Regions from separate parts of the Oryza sativa genome. Here region 2 is linked to region 1. A link is a contact called in public HiCAR-type data. All regions are on one chromosome and are shown on one strand. The core of a region is the stretch at or near the end of the contact, and the rest is flanking DNA. Distances in the headings are between cores, read along the strand shown. Region 1 holds the start of LOC4348156 (a long non-coding RNA gene). Region 2 has its middle 4.3 kb from the start of LOC4348163.

Region 1 (7,159 bases), core at 3,022-5,521:
AAAATACGGTACGTACTATTCGAATTTAAATTAGTGAATTTTTTTACAACAGTGATTCTAAGTTTGAGTGTGCAGTATTAAAAAGAGAGTTGGAAACTAACAAAATCTGGTTCACCTCAATCGGAGCTAAAATGAATTTTCTATGATTTTCCAAATTTTCAGCATTTTATAGTGCATAAATAATTAACAGAAAATCTTTTCTCAGATTTAATAATTTGTTTATAAAAGAAACTAAAGGGCACTGCTTGAAGTACGTTTTCCTATAGGGAAGAGAAGACGCATTTCTGTTCTGTATATCTCTACTCTACTTTTATTTAAAAAATTCGTAGTGGTGATGGTGAAGCACATATTTTCCCGACATGCGATCCAACATAATGTACATCGACACGCTTCAGAGCGGCACACTACTCCTCCGCATCCCTCTGCACCACCCACGCGCGATTCCTACGGATTGCTCGCAATCCGCAATCAGCGGGAAAAAAAAACACGCTAGCGCCGCCCCACATCGCCGCGCCGCTCCCCCTTCGCCACGGCTCATCCTCCTCGTCGCGAGTCCCCTCGGCCTCCGCAATACGCCGCGGCACCACACCTCCCTCCCGTCCCGCACCTCCTCCTAGATCGCCGCCACCGATACCGCGTCCTCCACCGTCGCTGAATCCCCTTTGCCGCGCGCCCATCATTGGATCGAGCGTTGTCGTCATATCCACCTCCACCGTTGTGGAGTCCCCCGCCCCACATCCCCGTCCCCGGCGTTTCTCCACCCCGCATCACCTGCCGTCGACGCTCATCGCTAATCTGCTCCTCTCCGCCACCGCCAGCGCCCGCATCCACGCCTGCCCAGATCACGCTGCCGACGCCACTCCCCGATCTCAACTGACCAATGTCGTGCCCTTACCCCCAGCGCCACATCCCACCCTCTCCTCCCCTTTTGGCCTTCGAGGCTTCGCTTCGGTCCCACACCGACACGAGGTACCGCGGCTGCAGCGCCACTGCTGTTTTCTCAGCTATGATTTGGGATCCTGTGTGCAAGGAGTGGCTGATTACTCCATCCTCAATTTGTTGATTTAGACTTTGGAGGCTTGGTCTGCTTTGCTTTGTTATTTAATTTGCTGTTCCTTATTTTTTTAAATAGATCCATTCCTGTTCAGAGGAGGCATACGGGGCAGAATATTGTTCATTCATAGAGAGGCATAATGCACAGTTAATTTCAATCACTTTCCATTTTCACTGTAAGTTCTAAGTTGTTCCAGAAAGGCCATGATGATATTACTATTAGAATGTTAGATTAAAAATGCATGCCCAGTAGATGTTTTTATTAAATGCCTCTGAAACAATCTGGATGTGATTTCAGCATACGTTTGTGCAAACAGACCCTTTAATTTGATTGTCTAACAGTATCAAATGATGATTTTTCAAGAAAATCCACTGAGGAATTTTCATAATTTATTTGCAATCCACAGATGAAATTGTACTCTTCAATCTTTATAACAACTAACTATAATCTTTTGCCCAGGGGTATTTCAATCCTTACACTAATCTATTTACTGTCAATTAGAGAATGTACCAAAAGAATTTTTGTTTTTGTTATCAAATGTTGCACATTTGATGATAATCTATATTTCTTAATACTGTCTGCACCTTTTGTTTGCAAGCTCCAAATTCTATAAAAAAAAAACCTTGACTGCAAGCTTGTTTACAATTGTTTGGCCAGCACAGTAGGAGCAGGGTCTGATCGGGTGCTCCCTGTGCATAACTGCTATTGGTTCACTGCTGTTCCAAAGTGAGCAATAGTAATTTGGAATGAAAATATACCAATATAAGAGGTTTCCAGCCTCGATATTCAGATGTTCATAATATATCTGACCAAAGTAGAGACAAGTTTCAGGTTCATATATCTGATCAAAGTAGTGCCCTTGCCAAATTCAGTTCCAGAGCAACATGCAACTCCCACTAGGTGACCCAAAAATTTCATTGTGGTTCCACTACAACCAAGTTAAACACGTCAAAGTGAATTTCTTCTTCATGTTCGGACAGAAGTGCATAGCTAGATCAAGATAAGCTAGAGAGCAACCCAATAGTTAGATGACTTGAACATAGCCTTATAAATAGCATGCAAGCCTATAGGTATATATAATTTGATTGGTTTTCCTGAAAATACTAACCAAAATACTTTTTTTTTGTTTTTATCAATTTGGTTAATTATTTTACATGATAATATTTCCACGTTCGGTCATCAACTTATGGTTGTTGCACCCCTGACAGAATGGCTGGGCAGACACCGGTGGCTCTTGGGTGAAATGAGAGCAAGTCAACCGATCATTTTCATGAAGAGATGAATTAGACGGAACAACAGAGCCTCATGGGTATGCAACAAATAACTAGTTTTTTTTCCTAAACAATACATGATTTTTCATTATGACTTAAAACCTACTCTAGATGGGTCAACAATGGGATTGCATATTTCTTTACTTGGTCTCAGAATGAACTGAAATGTTTCTCTTTTTTCATTTAACTATATTAGAAAGCACATATTGTTTGACAATGGTATTAGTTGCATATTGTATTTTCAAAATTTGAAGAACTAAAGAGGTTGACATACTAAAATGCTTTGCATGAACATTACTATGACTTTTACACCTTAAGCTCAAAGTTGTCTTATTTGTCCAGGGACTCAAACTTTTGAGATATGTATATTGGCATGAAGAGAAAAGGATACAAATATATGAAGCCTCTGACTTGTTGGGTTGTTGTATGTGTTAGTTCCTGGCAATGCAGAGCTAGCACTGTAAGGAAATGACTGTGTTGAGGCAAGTGTCAAGCACTAACTTCTTCCACAACAACCCTGTCTTCCATGGTAACCATTCCGTTACTCCCTCCTTCCCAAATTGATCATCACACTATGAAATTCAAGATTTCTCAAATTGATCATCATATAACCGCATGGACACGGATTTCATCAGAATACCATTAATACAACATGGAAGAATGTGTGCATGCTAAGGTGTAATTGGCATGGTGTTAATCGATGCATGTATTGTGGGAGAATGTGTGCATGGTATCTTGATTGATGTGATTTAAATTATCATTGGTCTTGGTGCATAAACATATATGATGATCAATTTGGGAAGGAGGGAGTATTTCTTTTGCTATGTAATGAGAACCATTGTGTAGAATTTTGTAAACAACTTTAACCATTGCTTCTCTGCATGCAAATGCAGATCCATTCCTTTCCAAAAGGATTAGTTACCATTTCTTTTAATTTTTACACATATGATTAGCAATTGTCTATAAGCATTAGGAATGAGAATCAGATGAAACTATAGACAAACTTTCCAAAGTAGTATCAATATGTGGCCAATAATGTGCTGTTCCATTCATTAATTTTGTTATATGTGGTACTAGCATGTGAATACTATAAAGATGTGAAAATTATAAATATGTGACGTAATTATTATTAGTTCTATATTAAGATTTTTTGTTACAGCCGATTTACACTCAATGATTATTTAACATCATTTCACACGGTTGTATTCATTTTAAAACTGTGGGGTCCATCTCTCAGTGAGGGGCACTCCTCTAAACTTTCAGCCAAGCACTAAAGTTTTCATAAATTACATATAAGTCCTAGGCCTAACTGTCAGTGTCTGGCGCTTTGCAGAAAGAACCCCTTTTACCCTAATAACAGGACTAGGTCCTTCTTCTTCAACCTACAGGCAGCTCGATAGGCAGAGAGGCACAACGGCTCGGGAATGGCTCGCCGGCGATGAGCGGTGGAGGGGATGGCTCGGCCTAAGGCCGGGGAAGGCTGGAGTCGGCGAGCGCCATGGCCGGTGGTGCCAGCGGTTCTAGATGACGGGCGGGCGGTGTGCCACGGTCTATGGAGATTCGATTAAGGGATAGGGGATGGCCTAAGGAAGGACTACTAGGAGACTTACCCTGTGCAGTGCTCGGTTAGAGTTGAGGCGGTCTGAGGCGGCGTGACGACGAGCTCCCATGGCGGCAGAGGTCGGTGACGGTGGTGACATGACGGCGCTCTAGAGAGGGGGCCCTATAATTAGTTGATGAAATGGGTTGAAGGGTCTCCTAGGGTCATTCTGGCGCAAGGAGATGGAAGGGAAATCACCGTGGTGGAGATTTGATTGGCGTGGGTTGGGGGGCGGTGCTCTGTTCGGCGCAGACCGTGGTGGTGGTGCGGCCGTTCCCGGCTACCCAGAGGGGTTTGAGCTTCGGCTATGCATGGTGGAGAACGAGTGTGGTGTGGGGAGTTAGCTGGCGCGCTTGCTCAATTTATAGGCGAGGGAGGAGCCAGAGGCGGATGCGGAGGCTGTTGTGACGCGTTCGGCGCCATCCATCCTAAAATAACAAACCAAACTCTCTCAAACAGGATCCACCTCGTGAGTTCTTAAATGCATGAGTTCTTACAAATAAATAAATATAATAAAACCTCACCCCTGCGGCCCTACCCGGCTACCCTGCGAGTGCGAGTGCAAGGCGAGTCCGAGACGGAGTCCGTCTCCAGCTTGGTGCTGGAGTCCTATTCGGAATTGTAACTCGTGTACTGTTGTACCCGTTGCAACGCACGGGTATTTTTTCTAGTAACCTTAAATATTCCTGCATGTGTTGTAGCCGCCACCGTCTGCTAGCTTCTGGACTGTCCCATCCGCCATGTTCACCGCGAAGACCGCCATTGGCCTCCCCAACGGTGTACACCACCGTACCGCTCTTCTCACCGAACCACCGGAGCTCGATCGGGGTCGTCCTCGCCGGCCTGAGGTCTGGTACTCGGACGTACACAGTGCACGTACGTCGTGTCTGTACTCTCCATGCATCAGTGTCGTCTAATTGTGTCTTCAACGAGCAGAATACAAGCTGGGACACTCGGCGAGAAGTCCCCACGTTGATGTAGCGCAACTCCGTCCTGTCCGCCAACACCCCCAAGTATGCGGAGAACCGGCCAGTATCCCCCATACCAATGTTCAAAATAGCCGGCTATAGCCACCGCTATAGCGGGCTATAGCGTTTGGGCAGGGTTGGAGCTAGGATAGTTAGCCTTTTGCGCTAAACGATTTTTTCCGCTCATAGCGGCAATTAACCGGCTAAATCCGCTAAACTGCAGATCATTTAGCGCCACTCACTTTGTAGTTTAGCTCCTGGGCCAAAATCAGAGCAGGCCTTGGGCCTTCGCCAGTGGCCCAAAGGGGAGGTAGAAGATCAAGCCAGCAATCTGTGTTGTCTAGACTGTAATGAAGGCATGAAAGAACACTTAATTTGTTTCAGTCCGTGATTTTTTCTTGATTCCATGTTCATATGCATAATTGTTGACTGATTTCTGTCTGGCAATTACAAAACCGCTAAATAGGGTTAGCTGGGCTATAGCCCGCTATAGCCTTTCTTAGCCTCCCTAGATACTAGCCGCTAAAAGCCTTAGCCGGCTATTTTGAACATTGCCCCATACGTGTAAGGCACCGAACACACGTCCATGGCTGAGTCCGATAGCGCGCGCCGACGAACGCCTCCCAGTGGAAGGGCCAGTAGGCCACGCCGCCGCCAAGGCATGGCCTAGCCGGGCGCAGTATGGTTTCCTTCGTTCCGGGCCCCAGCTACTGTCGTCAGACGAGTAGCACCGCATAGCCGTGAAGCCGGGGCGGTTGTAGATGATGAGCAGGCGGAAGAAGGAGCGCGATGGCGGCGTGTCGAGGTCGTCACCGGTGAGTATTGCGCACACGCGTAGTACTGTAGTAGCCTGGACAGTCGCCGCCGGTCATGGGGTTGGAGACGACGAGCGTGAGGCCGTTGCTGGCGCGGGCGCGCGTCGCGCCGGAGCTCCAATGACGCGGCCGTTGCGGCCTTGCGGGACGCCACTGGCTGGGCGTAGTCGAGCAGCAAGGCCTCGCCGTCCGGGAGCTAGAACGGGCCTAGGAACCGCGAGGCGGATGCCGCCGGAAAGAAGCGCGGCTGCCGCGAGCTCGAAGCCGCGAGCCACTTCCGCCCCCACGCGCAGCGGCCGACGTCGTTCTCCTGGTGGAAGCAGCCAAGGGCGAGGCTTGGGAGGAACCGAGTGGGGAACCGAGCTGGCCGCGGCAGTGCGCGGGAGATTGTAGCGGCGTACGTGCGTGGCCACGAACCTGCCCCAGCTAGCGGGGACACGTCGACGCGAAGCGCGCGACGTCGGTGGCGTCGGAGAACACGCGGTCTGGCAGAGTGGTCAGAAGCGCGCCGTCGTTTCGGCCTCTCTGGTGGCAACGCCGGCGCGACAGCCACCCGCCGGTGTACGGCGTGGCGTCGCGACGTGCGCGGGCTCGTCGCAGCGGCGGCATGACTAGCTAGAGCCTGGAGGGTTTCCCCAATTGTAGTTGTGCCTGCTAAAAGGATGCGCTTCGATCGTTAATGGATGACGTACGTGCATGTTAGGGTATATATATAGGCCGGCATGTCGAGTCCGAAATTGTGACAATTTGTGAGTGTGTATCCATACCAGCACAACACGTCGACTATCACGGGTCACGGCACCGAATGAGCCCGACGCAGCGAATCCGGTCTTCAGCTGCGACGCTGCGGAGGATTCTTTTCTCTTTTCATTATTATCGGTCGACGATCTCAGCCGTTGGATGTTGATCAAACGACTTCCACATCGTCTTCTTCCTCTCGCCTCTTTTTTCTCTCTCTCTATTTTCGTTCTCCTGCTAGGGCAAGCTCCCCCATCTCTCGCCTGACAAGTGGCAACTCCTGTCCTCGATTGGCAGGACATCGCTCAATCCATGCACCAGCACCACCACACCGGCTATCTTACACAGCACCGCGCCGAGCGGCGTCCCCATCACCGTCTTATGCCCACACCTCCTCCCCATCGGCCGATGTCAACTCTCCTTTAAGCCCATCGGATCAAATCCTCGCCGGCAGCACCCTTCCCCTAACCCCAACAATCAAAAACTTAGTGTCAGCAACCCGGCCTGCTTAGGAAGCGCGTGTTGTTTGTTCCATATTGTATTTGCACTCGTATTCAAATCCAGTCGCACAGAGGCGCGTCAAGCGTGCGCACGCGCGATAGGAGGGAAAGCAACTAAGGAAGCGGAGTCCTTGGCAGTCGCATCGTGCAGATGATGCTGCTACGGACGAAAATCAAAGGGTGACGGAAGTAAAAATACTAATCTTTTAATTC
Region 2 (7,159 bases), core at 1,210-3,709, 76 kb before region 1:
GTTTTATATTATTTCTTAATTTTATTTATTAAATATTAAATTATTCCCCATAATAAAGTAGATAATTCAACGTAACAATTCACTTAATTAATAATTTATTTCAGACTAAACCTGAGTCGTTAAGACAAGTTTCAAACTCGGCATCATGACTACAGAAGTATTGGCAACTAGGTAAATGCATATAGTTTAACCAGTTATATAAAAATTTCGTAAAATTTAATAATATAGACGATGATAATATAAAACACTTTACAAAACATGCAATTCTAAATGCGATCTACACATGAAGAAAAAAATAACAATTTTTATCTGCGTTGTACGGGCACTATTCACTATCTAATTTTATTATTTTGTTTCTCTAGTTATAGATCAAATATAGTCTTGCATGTTTGTATATAAACTTATATCATCACAATTAGTATTACTTTTTTTTATATTTTTATAACTATTTGAGTCACATGTATATGATGGGTACCAAGACACATATAGCGAAGAAAATCCTGGTTCATCATGACTAACAAAGTTATTCCTAGTGTAAACTATTTCCTTGGAAGGTTTGAACAACCATGCTATGGAGTAGTACCCAGATTCTTTTCTACTCGGATTTGGCCACTATATCATAACAAGGAAAAAAAGGTAGTGAGTATGCACTCAAAGTCCACAGTAGGTCCACAACTGTTAACACGAAAAATTCCACCACATGCTGCCATCACAAATCGGCTACTCATGCAAGAAACCCATGCAATACACTGTGACCAGAAAAGCATTATGTTAGATTAAGGGATGTCAGGACAGCTAGAAAATGCCAAAAATATAAATATAGTTATATTCCAATTGTGTGTAAGTGTGATACTGCCAAAAAAGTAAATATAGTTATATTCCAGTTGTGTGTAAGTGTGATACAGCCGTCAGCCATGGGAGGAATTTAATCATCCATGTAGGGTGCCAAACGACTATGACACTTCTTCCCTCACGCGTCAGCAGGTAATTACTGTGAAATGTTGCTTTACTAGTAGTTTTAGTAAGTACGGAGTACTAGATTTCTTAAAATTTGTTTGGTTTCATCATTAATTAATTGACAAAGTTTGGGGATCGTTTAATTAAGCACTAGGATTGTCGTTATCATTATGGACGAGGAAGAATCGAACAACCGGCAGAAACCAAAAATGTGCAGCTAGATGTTACTCACTTTAATTATATTACTGAGGAGCAAGCTAATTAAGCTAGCCAACGAATTAAGGCAGCTGTACAGCATATGTGCACATTGCGCTTATGCCAATTTAATTCACTTCTTGTCATCTAAACTTATACACACAACTTAAACTTGCAAACTAAACTGACATAGTGTGAATGATGGGGAATGGATTCTACTAATCCTCGAGCAGATATTCCATGGGTATTTTTTTCTCCAAACTCAATATAAATATTTACAAAAAATTTAAAACAATTGACAATATAGAATATAAGTGGCATCTATTATTTTTTAAAAAAAACAAGTTTGAGAAAAGAAAAGATAAATTTGGATATGATGAATTTATTTTTTTCACTCCATATGTGTGAGTTAATTGTCGATTTAGGATTTTGTGAAGTGGTATATGTAGTATATGTCATCAAAAAAAATTTAAAAGAAAGATGTTTTATACTTCTTTAAAAGTCTCTAGTAGTGGTGGTGGACATGCTCTCATGTCTAGATCCGTTGTCCTAAATAATAACACATTTAATCATAGATTAGTGTATTATGGGCCGAGGAGAGTACATATATATTTTTGCTAATTTTCATAAATATTAGGATGGTTTCTAACAAACGAAGCGGCCAGGACATCCCCTGGTCGAATGAAAGCGTACATGCATTTATGTTTTCCCATGTAATTGGAAAATACAGCTGTACGGTAGTAGTATTACTCCCTCAATCCCAAAATAAGCGCAGCCATAAGTTTCTGTATCCAACTGTAATCATCCGTCTTATTTAAATTCATTTTTTAAAAAACTAAAAAAATATAAGTCACGCATAAAATACTATTCATGTTTTATAATATAATAACAATAAAAAAACTAATTATAAAAAATGGATACGGAAACTTATGGTCGCGCTTATTTTGGGACAGAGAGATTATTTCTCAAAATAACTAATCGGAATTCCCCACGGAGCTAACTCCGTCCTAAAATATAAACATTTGTAGCATAGTGACAAGTCAAATATTTTTAACTTTAACTATTAATTGCAAAGAAATAAAAAAGATCAATCATGTAAAATTGATGTTACTAGATTTATCATTAAACAAAATATCATAATATATAATTATTTTTATTTAAAATATCTTACTTTTATAAATATTATTGGTTGGTTAGGATCTAAAAATACCAAGGAAATTGCCAATCACCAAGCAGTCACCATCTACCATACATTGCAACGTGCATCCTGAAGCTTTTTCTCTCAAGCTTGTTGCTGCTGTGCTGTCCACCCTGCTTGCACCGGCCATGGCCCATATGGTGGCCAGCCAGGGGCGTAATCATGACTGCTACCACGAAGAGGGGTCACCGGCATTCAGATACGCAGGACTTGTTCACTTTATTATTGTTTCATTCAACCAAACGAAAATTTTATGTTACTAAGTTTTAATAAGCTAATAAATTAAACAGATGTCCATATCAAAAAATTGATAGTAGTTCCCAAACTTTTCTCTCACAAAGCCACTACTCCCTCCGTTTCAGGTTATAAGATGTTTTAAGTTTGGTCAAAATCAAATTGTTTTAAGTATGATAAAGTTTATAGAAAAAAATAGTAATATTTTTATCCAAGATAAATTTACTAAAAATATATTTAATTATTAATTTAATAAAACTAATTTGTTAATGTAAATATTACTATATTTGTTTATAAACTTAGTCAAACTTGAAGCAGTTTGGTTAAAACATTTTATAACCTAAAACGGAGGTAGATTTTGAAAAGGCACAGACTAAACACATACAACACTATCAAAATTTAGGTAACGTCAAAACTTATAAAAAAATTTGGTATTGTCTAAATTTGATAAGGTTGTCTCTTTTTCATTAAGATATGGATTTTATCTTAGTTTCCGTTAGCACGCTTTTTAAACTGCTAAACAGTATATTTCGTGCGAAAACTTTCTAATATACAAGTTGCTTTAAAATATCTGATAAACCACTTTTAAATTTATAACAATTAAAACTTAATTAATCATATCTTAATGATTTTTATTTTGTTTTCTACCACCTAACCTCATACTATTTCATCAACGGTAGAAACGAACCCCAGCTCAGAGCATAACTAAAGATTTGCCCTTGATTGGCCCGAAGCGTCTTGCACGCCTCGCATCGCATATACGCGACGCGCCCACACACAGCTGCATATGCTGCACAAAGCTTTTGCAGATGCATGTGTTGGCCTCAGCTTTCCAGGGTACGGTCGCTGGCTCACCAAGGCAATATGCAGATCTCAGCTCTCACATCTAGCTAACTAACTTGTGTACTACCCGTAACTGTGTCTGTGTGTTGGTACAATCGTGCATCGCGTGACACGTGATCGGATCCATATATCGGTCGACAGTTCGACACCTACCTAATTTATTGTTAGCATCGGAGGGGGTTATACAGGGACCTGTACCGTTTAATTTTGTCTCTCCACCACTTGCAAATATACAGATACGGATAAGATTAGAGAAGAGTTAGTAGTAGTACACCACCTAAGCTCGTTAACTCATCCTGTGCTGGTCGCATTCTTTTGCCAACATAGAGTTGGTGGTGGGACTGTTTTTAACTTCCTGCGAGAGACAATCCATACTGTGGTAGATGTGATTTCTATTTGTTTTCGAGCCGTTTTCATCCTTATCTAAAACGGTGTTTAGATTCGTGATGAGAACTGTAGGGAAATTCCTCCCGTACCAATATAGTTTTCGTAAGAAAATAATATCGTTTTTTATTGTTTTCATTTCTAGCCATATATAAATTTTTTTTTCTTAACTTCTTTCAGCACAGTATTAGGAGGAGACCGTGGATCGAACGAGAGAATGCAAGTTCCACTATCTTGGAGGTGAGGAGGACCTGTTGGTGTGTGGCTCCTCGAAGCCAATGCTGTGGCACCGAGACTTACAACGGTGAGTAGAGAGGAGCAGGGAGTGGTGTGCGTTTGGTCAGCGTCTATAGCAAGATTCGGGGCGAGGCTCAATGGTGTAAGAGCTTCAATGTGATGACGCGGAGCCGATAATAGGTTATGCTCGAGCCATGTAGGTGTTGCCCAAATAGAGTAAAGCTGGAAATAGAAGCTGAGGCGCCGACAAACTCCTACAACATAACAGTTTGGGGGAGGAGAGGAGAAAGGAGCATCACGACATAAGTCAAGGAGCCTCCGTCTCTGGTTGAGGGATGCAAACTAGACTTGGTCCGCTTGTGTTGACATGGCATCCCAATCACAAAATAGAAGTGAGGCCCATGTGTAAGTGACTGGGGACAAAATAAAATAAAAATTATAGGGCCTACTTGTCAGGCTCTTTCTCCACTTAATATCTTTTTTCCCAAATCCTCCCCTCTATATTTTTCCCAAATCCTCCACACTCAGTGCAGCTCATGTCTAGCACCGGTGGCCTCGTCCTAGCATCGCTGCAGCTGTGGGAGAGGGAGCGGTTCGTCATGATGGCAGATGACGTGGTCGGTGGACACAAACGAACGACGATGGTGATGACACGTAGAAGGAGAGCGGGCGCGAGCGCGCAAGGCGTGGAGTAGGATAAGGAAGAAGGGGGCAGGTTCCATGGTGACCACCACTTGGCAACACCCTGGTGAGCAGACCCTAACAGCCATAATCATACTGTCGAGAAGAAAACCCTAAAGCCGCCCAACTTCCTCAAGCTCGTATTTCACCGTGGCGTTGTGGGGGTCCCTTCAGTAGGCCAGTGGTGACGGCGAGGAGGTAGGACAAATCATGCTCTTGCCGACTTAGGTCGTCAACTGGCTTGAGGCCGTCGTAGATTTTGTCGTGGGCAAGGGAGCAAATCCAACAAGGTGGGCGATTGGCCGCAACATCTTCATCATCTCCTCCTCCTTCCACTTATATTTTCCTGTCGTTATGCCATAGTTGCCGAACAGGCTGTCCTCGTCGTGGCTGATAGATACACCAACCAGGAGACATCACGACACGTCATCGCTGTTCCGCCACCTCTGCAGCGTCCCCATGTGCGACGATGGGCCCACCACACTGTGTCGAATCAAGCACGTATCAGATGTGTCACGATAGCCACGGTGCATGCGGAGGAGGCATATGACAATGTTTGCCACCGTCGCCCTACCGCTGCTAGCTGCCGCCCGTCCCACTTCTCCAAGAAAAGATTAGGAGGGGAGAAGGGACCTAACAAGTGGGCCCCGCCAGTTTTTAAATTTTTCACTAGTCACTTATATGTGGAACCCACTGATATTTTGTGATGGGGCTACCACACCAACACCGGTAGACAAGTCAACATGCCTCGTTCATGAAAACCACTCTCGAAATCGAGGAGGAAGTTAAATTACACCGATTTTAATAGTTGAAGGATCAATATATCTGGTACTACTGTTGAGGGATGCGTATCAAATTGAACCTATATTTGAGGGACTCAAAGTGAACTTATTCCCCCAAACAAGTATGCTGACTGCCAAGTGAAAGCCCAACAGAATCACTGGTGTTTGCGGGCAGCGTCGAGCTCGGCCTAGCCCACAAGCATGCATGCCACACTAGCTTAGCTGTCTCATGCCACCACTAAACATGAGATGCATGCTTGCCGCTAGGCGCTGACTGGTGACGCCTGTTGATAACCGTAGATACGCTTGCAGCCTCTGGCTCTCCGTACACGTATATATATGCTCAGATGCATGCACCGATGCGTGCCAACGTACGTTGCAGATGGCCTCCCTGACTGCACACGCGTACACGCACGTACGCAAGGACCAGCGGATCCGACCGCCAATTCTCGCGTGGCATGCATGACAAGCAGCTAGCACCACCACATCGTATGACACGTAGATCACGATGATCGCCTCGAAATCCCCTCCTGTACTCTACTACACTACGACTACCCATTTTCATCGATCCATCGCGGCCGGCAGCCATGTCTCCGATGAGGCCGCGCTCCTCCAGCGCGAGCTCGACGTCGCCGGTGGCGGGGAAGAAGGAGAAGACGGCGACGAAGCCAGCTGGTGGTGGTGCTCGCGATCCGCCCAAGGGAAGGTCGTCGTCGTTCGCGTGCAGGGTGTGCGGCAAGAGGTTCCCGTCGCAGCAAGCCATGGCCGGCCACGAGGATCACTGCCGCCGCCACGAGGATCACGTCCGCGAGGCAGCTGCTGCCACCGCCGCCGCAGTCGTCGTTGTCGCCACCGCCACCGCTTCCGGTGGTTGCTCTAACCGTGCAACTTGCGGTGCTCTTCTGGCGTCTTACACCTGTGCGACTCAGCTTCTTGCCGCTGCCGCCGTCGCAGATTGGTCACAGGTGGCCGCCGGGATCCCTCTTTCCAAAGAGCAGCTTGTTGTCGCCGTCGCCATCGTCCTCGCCGACGACGGGTGAGCCGGCGAGTGCCACGGTTGATGTGACGCTCCGGCTGGGCTCCGGTGGCAAGCGCGGGAACGAGAAGCCTCTGGTCGAGTCACTGATGGTGCCGGCGGCAAGCCTACACGGTCACCGAGGAGAGCAGGGTCGCGAAGGCACGAGGGCGAGGGGGATGGACGGCTGTGATCATGGTAGGAAGAAGGGGAAAGCCCAGATGGACGGATTGGATCTAGAGCTGCATCTTCACCGCTAGTTTAGTAAAGGGTTTATTACCGGGAGCAGATTACAAAATTAGGGATTTGTTAGACAGCTGCCTGCTGTTTTTTTTTTTTTTGCGCTTTTGTCAGCTGGATTTGTGGCCATGGGATTTTTCTTCAAGATTTGTGCACAAGCCAGCCCAAGGCGTGTCCTCCCTTCAGCCACAAACGAGCCCAAGCTACAGTTCAAAAACATAAATCCTCATCTTCCAATTTCTCCTGCATGAATGGGAGGAAAGCAAGAGAAGCTGTCGGTGAGAGAGAGATCGAGAGAGGATGCGGCGAAGCAAGAAGCAGCGACCTCGATGTTGTCGGCGTCTTCTCCGCCGGTTGGAGCTCCTGGTTGTGGGCTTGTGGCGCAGCCAGGGC

What was found. HiCAR-type assays count read pairs that join an accessible place to other places.
Region 2: a HiCAR-type map of leaf shows a contact between it and region 1, with 6 times the contacts expected there. The contact joins two enhancer-like sites. A contact is called at or near these places in 10 of 15 Hi-C or Micro-C datasets (leaf, leaf mesophyll, seedling and 1 more) and 1 of 4 datasets of contacts at active chromatin or transcription factors (leaf).

Annotation. Positions count from the first base shown.
Region 1 is chr10:3,920,988-3,928,146 of ASM3414082v1, reverse strand. LOC4348156 (a long non-coding RNA gene) reads left to right here and starts at 438. Exons shown (of 4, transcript XR_001540393.3): 1 at 438-969; 2 at 1,133-1,229; 3 at 2,263-2,363; 4 at 2,668-3,377. Within about 2 kb of position 4,271, at least 4 of the 15 cell types and tissues checked have open chromatin away from gene starts, as enhancers often do.
Region 2 is chr10:3,995,056-4,002,214 of ASM3414082v1, reverse strand. It overlaps LOC4348162. Among protein-coding and RNA genes, the nearest start is that of LOC4348163, 4.3 kb to the left of the region's middle. Within about 2 kb of position 2,459, at least 7 of the 15 cell types and tissues checked have open chromatin away from gene starts, as enhancers often do.